2 separate regions of the Mus musculus genome follow, and region 1 is linked to region 2. Evidence: chromatin contacts called from public Hi-C data. All regions are on one chromosome and are shown on one strand. The core of a region is the stretch at or near the end of the contact, and the rest is flanking DNA. Distances in the headings are between cores, read along the strand shown. Region 1 holds the start of Islr (immunoglobulin superfamily containing leucine-rich repeat). Region 2 overlaps Ccdc33 (coiled-coil domain containing 33).

Region 1 (4,960 bases), core at 1,975-4,474, 98 kb after region 2:
ACACTTGAAACCCAGAGATGGGCAGTAACTTACCCCAGGGACACAGCATATGGAACCTGGCTCCATCCTGGTGCTTTCTCTCAGACGTGAAGACATTCTTGGCCCTGGCTGGTTGATGCTGACAAGGACTGGACATGAGCTGCAAGTTGGAGGAGCATGAGGGAGAAAGGAGGCCCCACATGTGGACACTACTATGGGAGAGGGGCTGGCCAGCTGCCAAACTCACAGCTGCTACTCAGACTCAATCTCTTGCCTTCAGTCTGCTGAGCTCAGCAGTCCTAGGGCTCTGGAACGAGGCCAGGCCTTCCCCTGAAGGTCTTCACCCCTATGAGCATACATCCAGTCTTTAAAGGTGGGGAGTAGGGAGACCCCTCTGACCTAGCACAGACAAGGAGTTCTGCAGCATCTCTGCTGGCAGAACTATTTACATCCTCGCTGCTATGACTAACCTCCAACTCTCAGTCCTACCTCAGGTATCTGAAGAGAGAGCCTGGGTGCACTGTGTTTTCCTGTCTCCTTCCTCCTGTCTTCAGTTTCTTCCTTGTGTTCTGTCCCCTGCTTCCCCAACCTTCCTTCAGTCTCCTTCCTTCCTCTTGCCCGATCTGGCCCCAACCATATACATCTCTATTCCTGACACTCTTCTTAGGGCTACAGCCCAGGCCTTCCCACCACCTTACAAACCCTTTACAAAATGCAGAAAGCAATGGTTAAGTTTCTGTCTCCCTCATCCCATGGGCTAGTTTGAAGACAGTAAATCTGCAGCTTGGTACATGTTAAGGCTTAGTAATGAGTCTGGGCTCCCCTTCCATGCCACATATGTCCTCTGGTTCTTGTCCTGTGTTGGCACAACTCTCACATATGGCCATCCCACCCTCTGATAAAGAGTCTTTGATCCCAACAGAATTCTAAGCAGATGAAAGCAGAGCATCAGAAATGCTGTTTGTTTATTTATTTATTTATTTATTTATTTATTTTTCTGCTACCCAGACTGGCTAGCCTCTTCAGAGGAGGAGGGGGAGTAAGTGTCTCAAGAGGCAGGCACATGCTGTGGGGCTTGGGGTGAGAGGAGAGAAAGGCCCAGTGAGGGATGATTTCCATATCTCATCAGAGAGCATCTAAAAACAGGAAAGCTTTTAGCCTGCCCAGCCATGGCCCGTGGTACCTCCTTTCCAGATCCTGTACTGGCCACTCCAGACCCCCTTCTAGCCCAGCCCCAGTGCCCACCTGGATGGCCTCCACAAGCTCTTTACCTCCATGGCTAGAACTCTCAAAGTAGGTCAGGTTAAGACATTGTTGTTGCCCTGTTAGCAGGCTGCCCCTGCTAGGAGCACAGGCAATGCTGTTAGCAGCAACTAGCACTAGAGATGATGAGTTTTGGGATATAGTTCTATCCTAGCTGCTAGTTCTGAGCAGATCTGCAAATTGGAGTAATGAGCGGCCTGGATGAGCTTAGAAAAGGTGATAGGAAAATGTGAAGTCCCCAGGCTAACCTCAGGCCTCACCAATTCCAGACCTCGTGGTGTTAAGACGGAACATTGGCAGGAACGTGATCAGGGGGAGTTAGGAAGGCCCTGGAGCTGCTCTAGCCAACCAGGGCAGGGTGTAGTTAGAAGTAGAAAAAGGAGAGAACAAGCAGGCTTTGGCCTAGCAGAAGTATGCCAGAGAACTGCTGCGCAGGCCTCCCGTCTGCTGCTATTGCAGCTTCTGGGGGCCCAGCACGGCTGAGGTAAATGATAACCACGTTGTCTTCCGGTCCGGATGGCTGTACCTCGTTGTCAACCGTATAGCAGCCCTTGCCCTCCACTGCTTTGCCATGGAACTTGTGCCCCACAGCATCCTCTCCCCCCTCACCTGGGGTGGCCAATGCCACATTTACAGAGCTTTCGGCACTGCCTAGCTCATTGGTGGCCAGGCAGCTATAGGTGCCCTCCTCCAGCTTGCCAAAGTCAGGGATAAGCAGGCTGCCATTGGCAAAGGCCTGGAAGCGTGGCTGCCCACTGGTTGCAAGGGCACCAGGCAGGGCACGTCCATCAGTGCCTACATTAGGACTGGCGATCTCCACCGTGCCGCCCGGGGTGTGAATGTGCCAATGGAGCTGGGGGACTGGCTGTCCATCCACGTCACAGTGGAGTGCCAGCACGAAGCCAGGCCGTAGCTCTGCTCCATCTTGGCTGGGCTGGTAGCTTAGTTGCACTGAGGGAGCTGAGCAGGGCAGGGGTGGCAGGCGGCCTAGTGGGATACCCTTCAGGACGTGGGGTGTAGTACAGGCAATGTTGTCCTGTTCTGGAATAGACACCGCTGAGGCCAGGGCCCATGTCTTGAACCACACGATGCCACAGGTGCAGTCGAAAGGGTTGTCATTGATCTGCAAGTGGGACAGCGCGGTGAGCGGTGCGAAGGTGCCCTCGGCCAACGCGTGCAGGCGGTTGTGGTTGAGCTGCAGGGAACGCAGGGCGCTGAGGCTGCTAAAGGCGTCCCGAGGGATGAAGGCTAACTCGTTGCTGTCCATCTTGAGCAGCTGCAGAGCGCTGAGGTTGTGCAGGTCGCTCCAGGCAAACTCAGAGAGGAGGTTGTGGCTGAGGTCCAGACTCTTGAGATGGCTCAGAGGGGCCAGAGCACCAATAGCCACCGAGCGGATCTCATTGTGTGCCAGCCACAGCGACTGCAATAGGGGCACTTCCCTGAAGGCTCCCTCCGGCAGGCCTGGCAGCCTGTTGGCTGACAGGCTCAGTGTGGTCACATTGGCCGGGAAGCCCGGTGGCACACCCTCTAGGTCACGATAGGCACAGTCTGCAATCTGGAAGCCATACTTCTCCCCACAGTCACAGGGCTCTGGACAAGCTCGCACCAGGTTCAGGAGAACAGCCCAACAAAGCAGGCACAGTGCCCGCATGGTACGTCCTACGGGGAAGGGCATGCCACCCGGGTGAGCCTAGGATTCATAGAAAGGAGTTGTCCCTCCTCAGATCCCTGCCCAAACTCTCCCCGTTAGAAGGCCCTGTTCCACATAACCCAGCCAGAATCCAATACCACCTAACCCACCACCCTCACCCCAACAGGAGAAGAAACCGAGGCCCAGAGGAGGGCTGGGACTTGCCAAGGTCGTGTGTGCAGTCAGTCAGGATGAAGACAAGATGGAAGTGGACCCCAGCTTCTCCTTTGCACACAGCTCTTTCTGCCTTGGCCTGTTCCTAGCTGACTTTATGACTTGAAATCTGTTTTCCAGCCACCCCCTTCCCCCCGCACTGCACAGAACCTCCCTTCTGCCCTCCCACATCCTGGCTACAGCTCCTCCCACTAGAGCCCCCCATAGGTATGTTTTGCTTCCCTGGTCCAGACAAGGCCCCTTGTGCAATGCACACACACACCCTCCACCCCTCCCACTCTGTGGCCTGTTCTGTTCAAACTATCCCAGGCAGCTGCCTAAATAAACCAGCTAGGACCTCTCAGCTAAGGCAGGGGGGCCAGAGGCTCAGCTCAAATGCAGCTGGAAATTCTGGGGTTGAGATTGTCCAAGCAGATGCTCTGAGCAGGAGCCTGTTCCAAGTCCCTCAAACCCAGAGGGATGTGCTAAAAACACACCCCTAGCTTCCTCGCTCCCAGCCACGGGGGCCCCTTCTTTCCTGACTTACCTCCAAACTGTTCTTCTGAAGTCAAGCTTAACAGCTTTTAAGATGGAACCAAAGCATCTAAGGACTGGATTGCTCGCAAGTCCACAGGACCAGGACTGCTGGAGGAGGGGTCTGGCTGGTTTGCACACCCGGCTCAGGGTGCACGGGACAGCTCTAAGCAGGGCTGCGGGGGAAGGCTCTGTGCTGCTAGACTCCTTTCAACAAAATGAAACTGAGTTTCAGCAACAGGGACTCTGCTTCATAGCTGACACTAGAAACTGGACAGGGAAAGAGGCCAAATTTGGGGTTGTTCATGTGTTCTCTCTCTCTCTCTCTCTCTCCCTCTCTCTCTCTCTCTCTCTCTCTCCCTCATCTCTGAAGTTCCAACTTCTTAAAGTCACAGCACTATCTGTGTAGGACCCAAGAAAAGATGAGGCCAGAAAGTTGGGTTGTTTTTGTTTTTTTGGCTTTTTTTTTAAATAGGGGAAGGGTGAGAAACTGGATTTCATGGAAAGTGGGAAATTTCTAACCTCGCTTCCAACAAGAAAAAAAAAAAAAAGCAGCCCCTTCTTCCTGCCTGGCTGTGTTGGTGTTTGTGTGTGCTGTTGTGTGTGCACTGTGGGCTTGGTGGTAGTGGGGAGTGGATGGATGTCACTGTGTGTGGATAAGTCTGTATATTAGAGATATGCAGTAGGAGATGTGTGTGTCTGTGTGGGACTGTGTGATGGTGGTTTGTATTTGGACATGAATTAGTCTTTTCGTGAGTATGTATTCCTGTGTGTCTCTCTTAATGTCTGTCTGTCTGTCTGTCTGTCTGTCTGTCTGTCTGTCTCTCTCTCTCTCTCTCTCTGTGTGTGTGTGTGTGTGTGCTGGGGCTTCTTGTTGGAAAACTGTAAGGACCAAAGTGTAGGGAATAGCCACCAAGCTCTAACCCCTGGTCGAGAAGCCAAAGTGTTAAGCTTTTTTTTTTTTTTTTTTAAGTAAATATATCCTGAAGTCTGAGGCTGTTGGGCAGGGAGCTCCCAAGGCAGCAGCCCAGCCCCACACTGAGTGGGCTGTATGTGCAGGCAAGATGACAGAGATGACAGCATGCCTGACAGAGAGCAGAAATCAGCCTTGGCAGAGGTGTCACTGGCTGGGGATTCTGAACACCCTGGCTTGCAGACAAAGAGGTTCCACGGTCCAGGACCCAGCACTCAGAGCAAGGCTTCGGGGCCTCATCTCAGGAACAGTCCCTGTGGCTCAGTCCCCTTGGTGTTGAAGTCCTGTAACATGCTAGACAGTATGGTGAGCGTTGCTACTTCTGGAATCTACCATCCCACACTATGTGAAAGGGGCAGCTACATCCT
Region 2 (4,582 bases), core at 909-3,408:
TTCTGGTCTCTAAAAAATGGAGAGAGACTTTGAACCTGTCCTTCCATGGTGCCTGCTATACTTCAAGCTTCCTGAGCCATGCCATGACTGTCCTCTGTGCACGTTCTCTGCCACCTGTCTCTTGCTCACTGGGTCCCAGCTGCAGCGCCCAGCAGTTTCTCCAAACCCAGTGATTCCCTGCTTCAGAGCCTTTGCCTCTGCTGCTTTCTCCACCCAGAGATCTCCACACAACTGTCTCCGTATCATCATGTGCAATCTTTTAGGAGCAGCCCTACCCTTCACACAGAAGCTACCCCCAACTCCAAAGAAAGCCCACTACTCATAGCATACCATTTTACAGTGTTCACAGTACTTATTCTATAGAAATGCAATTCAAACAGGTTTACTTATTGATTCTCTCTGCCTTCTCCCAGTATTCACAAGATTTAACTTTCATGGGAAGAGGGACATTATTACTATCCCTAGTGTCTTGTTCACTGTAGGTGCTCAGTAAGTACACCATCAATAAAGATGACTTCTAAAACATCCCATTCTTTTGACCCCCTATCTCTCCTCTGTTATCACTCAGTTTAATCATCCCTACACTGTCTCTCTGTGCACTTTGGTGAATCTTTCTTCTTCCTGACTTCCCTCTTCCTCCTCCTCCTCCTCCTCCTCCTCCTCCTCCTCCTCCTCCTCCTCCTCCTCCTCCTCCTCTTGGGAATCCCCGGGCCTCTGCCTTCTCTTGGTCAAGAGTTTTTGGGGTTCTTCTAGTCCTATGTCTTACTATATTTTACTACCTATATTTTTTACCACATTGTTCTGTGGTTCTAAGCTTGTTTCCTAGGACAGCCAGGGCTACACAGAGAAACCCTGTCTCAAAAACAAAAAACAAAAAACAAAAAACAAAAAAACAAAAAACAAAACAAAACAAAACCCAAAAAAACAAAACAAAAAACCCAAACAAACAAACAAACAAACACCCGAACAAAAACAAAAACCAAACCAAACCAAACCAAACCAAAACGCTCTTGGAATGGAAGAGGGATGCATTAGTGACCCAAGGCTGACTTCAGCACACCATTGGTCGGATGGTGTATAATTTTAAATCTGTGAACACTAGCTGTGCTTTTTGCCTCACTGATCCTGTTTCAAAGGGGAGCAGGATTCACTTAGATGTCCCAAATGACACAGTCTTCAATATCCCAGAAGTGCCCAGTTGCAGCATCCTGGTCACACAGTTTGGGGTTTTCTGAGTGAATGTTTGGATAAGGAAAAGTACACATCTGTCTCCTACTTAGAGATTCTGAACCCTTGATCCAGAGGTTAGGAGCACTGGCTGCTCTTCCAAAGGGTCTGGGTTCTAGTCCCAATTCCCAGTGCCTACATGGGGGCCCACAGCCACCTGTAATTCCATTTCAGGGACCTGTTGCCCTCTTTAAATATCTATGGACACTAGGCATACATGGCAAGAGTATATGCAGGTAAAATACTCATATACATAAAGTATAAAATGAATCTTAAAAATGCTGAACATCAGACTGGAAAGGGGTAGCTATGACATGCTTATTGGATGAAATGATAGGTGTGTGCTGGGCTGGGGGTGGGGGTAGGAAAATAAGGAATAACTACCCGGGGCAAAGACCACCTCCCTAGTGACCAGGTGGGCAGAGCTTGGGTAAGATGCTGATTCAGGACCTGTAATGACATTTCTCCTCATTTCCAGGCAGAAAGCCAATCTCAATGCCCTGGATTTCATAGACTGCCATCTAATCCAGTTAGAGGAGGAAGTAGGAGTAATGAAATCAAAAGAGGTCTCCAGAGGTGCTCCAGTCATTACAGAGAGCAAGGACAATTGCTGAGGGAGTCACCTCCCCCACAGCCTGTCTCCCTGCTGTCCATCCTGGATGGTCTCAAGAGCAGCTAGGCCAACTCAGTGATGTGGAACTCATGGTTTTGGGTCAGAGTTACACACTCAGCAGATATTTTTAGACAGATTCTGATACTATGTGTAAATTCTTTTAATTTCATAAAAAGATAAATTAAAGATGGGACACTCAGTCCAGAACAGTGAATTCATCCCACCAGTCTCCCCTGCTAGGCAGGGGAGTATACTGAGGATGAGGGAAGGCGGACAGAGGAGGAGGGGGCGGGCTGCTGGAGGGCAAGAGAGAGCAAAACCATGCAGATGAACTGTCTATTCAGGCCTTGCCTGGCTCTGCTTGCTGGGTTCCTTTCTGTCTGCTCACCCTACAGGCTTGTTTATTTGCTTTTCTATTTGGCAGGCCTGCTGGGGCAGTGTGGGGCTGACAAGTGGCCCCTCAGTCTGTAGCTCCGTGGTGGCACCAGATCCTGCTTCATTAGGGCTGTAATTGGGGACTGACTTTGAAAGCTCAAAGAGATGCACAGCCACGCACCAGCTCAACTCAGCACCCAACCCAGCCCCTGTGCTGTGCCAGCAGCTGCACACCACGTGAGAAACACGGTGGGAGATGTCCAGCAGCAAAGTGGGGTCTGTTGAGACAGGCTGGGCCAATGGCATTCCAGGCTGGCAACATCTTAGGTCATCTGTCTACCCTCCCTACTCTCGACACCTCTGCTGCCCTCCTCCCTACTTCATCCCCTAGATCCCTGGACATGCAAAATGCAACATCTCCTGCTTGCATTGGCAATTACAAAGCAACCCGGCTGCAGCTGCTGTCCGCGGTGCTGAAAGCGCCCGCCTTCCGGCCAGCCCACCTCTCATCCCCGCCTTGAGCTTTCTTGGTGGGGAACACGGGCTCTTAATTCAATTAGCTGTCCCTGAACCCTCCCCAGGGAGCCTGGAGCGGAAACTGACAAATTCTGTTTAACAAAGACATTTGTCCCCCGCCCGGCCAGGCTTAGGGCTCTGCTCTCCTGTATCCCGCTCATTAGGTATCTAACAAAGTGCGTCCCAAGAAATCTGCTTCCAATCGCTAGTAATTCAGGAGGCCTGATACAATTTTCTCCCTGATAAGGGTGGCTCGCCCGCTGGCAAGCACCATAATGAGCCCTGTGCAGTGGCTCCCCGATCAGCCACTGCTTTGTCATTTCCTGTGGCTGCAGTTGTAGGTTCTTATCTCTTCAGATGTAGGCCAGGCTCAGACAGCAGGCCTCTTCAAGAGGGCTTGCCTCCCTTGCATGCAGCCAGCCTCATTTGTGGCATCCTGAGAGTTGCAGCTGTGACAGGTTTGAGCATCTGGGTGGCTCTTCCAGAATGTGGGTCCCACATACAAGTCCAGGGTCAGTGCTCACTACAGTATCCATACGCCCCTCAGGCTGTGGGCACTTATACCTTCACGTCATTGGTCATGCTGGCCCTGAATAAACCTCCACTTTCCCAATTTCCAAGCCACTAAAGTTTTGAAGCATAACTAAAACCACGCCTCTGGGTGACACATCCCCTGCCTTTGTATGCTCAAAGTAGCATCTCACGCTGGATGCTCAGTAGCACAGGTGAGTTGCTGTTAGAGTGCTTTATTGCTAGGTACAGGTCAGGGCCCAAATAAGCAGCTAAGGAAGTCATATATGCATGATCTTGGCTGGACTAGGGATCCATTTTGCTTGGCTGGAGGACTAGGCTAGAGTTATCTGATCTTGATTTGGGAGAATCCCTAGGTCAGCTCTCACTTTCTTAGAAGTGTTTTGTTTTGTTTGGTTTTTCCCCAGGAGCTTCTACTCTATTTTTTCTTTCTTCTCATGTCTTCAACCAACAAATTATGCATTCGGTTTGTAAGAAGAGCCGCACAGAGGAGGCTCCAAACCTCCAGGCTCCTCAGCCTTCCCGGCATCCGACTTAGGACACTATTTCTTGAAGGGCATTGCAGGCTCACATTCTCAAGGCAACAATGGCCCTGGGGCTGGTGATAAATTAGAGATGAGCCTGCACCAGGCCTCCTGAATCACCTGCGCCTGGAAGCAGCCTTGATCTTGGTGTAAGACCCAGAAGCAGGTCTTTGTGTACCTATTTTTTTTTCCATAGCCCCAGCTCTAGTCAGGGTATATGAGAAAATTTAGCAAATTTGACCTCTGGAGGCATAGATAATCACCGTTCTCATTTCTTCATTCTCAGGGACTTTTCTGTGAGGGCTAAGAGAGAAACTGCTCAATAGGTAAGGATTCTTAACACCAAGTCTGACAACCCGAGTTTGATCCTTAGGACCCACATAATGGATGGAGAGAAAGGGAAGAGATGACTCCTGCAAGTTGTCCTCCAACCTTCACACACATGCTATGGAACACACACACACACACACACACACACACACACACACGCATGCACACACACATGTAAGGCAGAAATTGCTGTGAAAATAAATGCAGTGCTGGTGATGTTTATCTTCATCCCTTGACAAGGCGTTTTGATGTCTGCATGAGCTGAGAGCTGGTGGAGCAGCTGTCATGAGGGGCAGGTGCTGAGTGATAGATTACTGGGGTTCTGGTATTCCCTTATCTCAAGGCCCTGCCCCCATCCCTGAACTCAGTATGCTTGTCAGCAGCTCTGGCAAATATGCCGAGAGCTCCCTTCCTGGGTGCTTGCAGGACCCTGCTCTGAGTCCCAGCACAGGCCCCAGATCCCTCA

What was found. A called contact is a pair of places that touch in the nucleus more often than the background predicts.
Region 1: a Hi-C map of the N1E-115 cell line shows a contact between it and region 2, with 2.9 times the contacts expected there. The contact joins the promoter of Islr here to the enhancer-like site in region 2. A contact is called at or near these places in 18 of 39 promoter capture datasets (the 3T3-L1 cell line, the HPC-7 cell line, HPC-7-derived erythroid cells and 11 more), 2 of 15 datasets of contacts at CTCF or cohesin (large pre-B cells and stem cell-derived epiblast-like cells), 43 of 484 Hi-C or Micro-C datasets (the AML12 cell line, CD4 T cells, CD8 T cells and 21 more), 13 of 115 datasets of contacts at active chromatin or transcription factors (CD4 single positive thymocytes, VIP interneurons, bone marrow-derived dendritic cells and 9 more) and 4 of 9 other capture datasets (adipose tissue, embryonic stem cells, liver and 1 more).

Annotation. Positions count from the first base shown.
Region 1 is chr9:58,155,330-58,160,289 of GRCm38.p6, forward strand. Islr (immunoglobulin superfamily containing leucine-rich repeat) reads right to left here and starts at 3,225. Exons shown (of 2, transcript NM_001195431.1): 1 at 3,098-3,225; 2 at 935-2,901. The coding sequence starts at 2,893. The coding sequence ends at 1,607.
Region 2 is chr9:58,058,388-58,062,969 of GRCm38.p6, forward strand. It overlaps Ccdc33 (coiled-coil domain containing 33), which reads right to left. Exons shown (of 20, transcript NM_001166282.1): 11 at 1-9. Among named protein-coding and RNA genes, the nearest start is that of Gm16130, 28 kb to the left of the region's middle. Within about 2 kb of position 2,159, at least 11 of the 459 cell types and tissues checked have an H3K27ac peak or open chromatin away from gene starts, as enhancers often do. A contact at or near this core is called in the N1E-115 cell line and VIP interneurons, where this site is marked.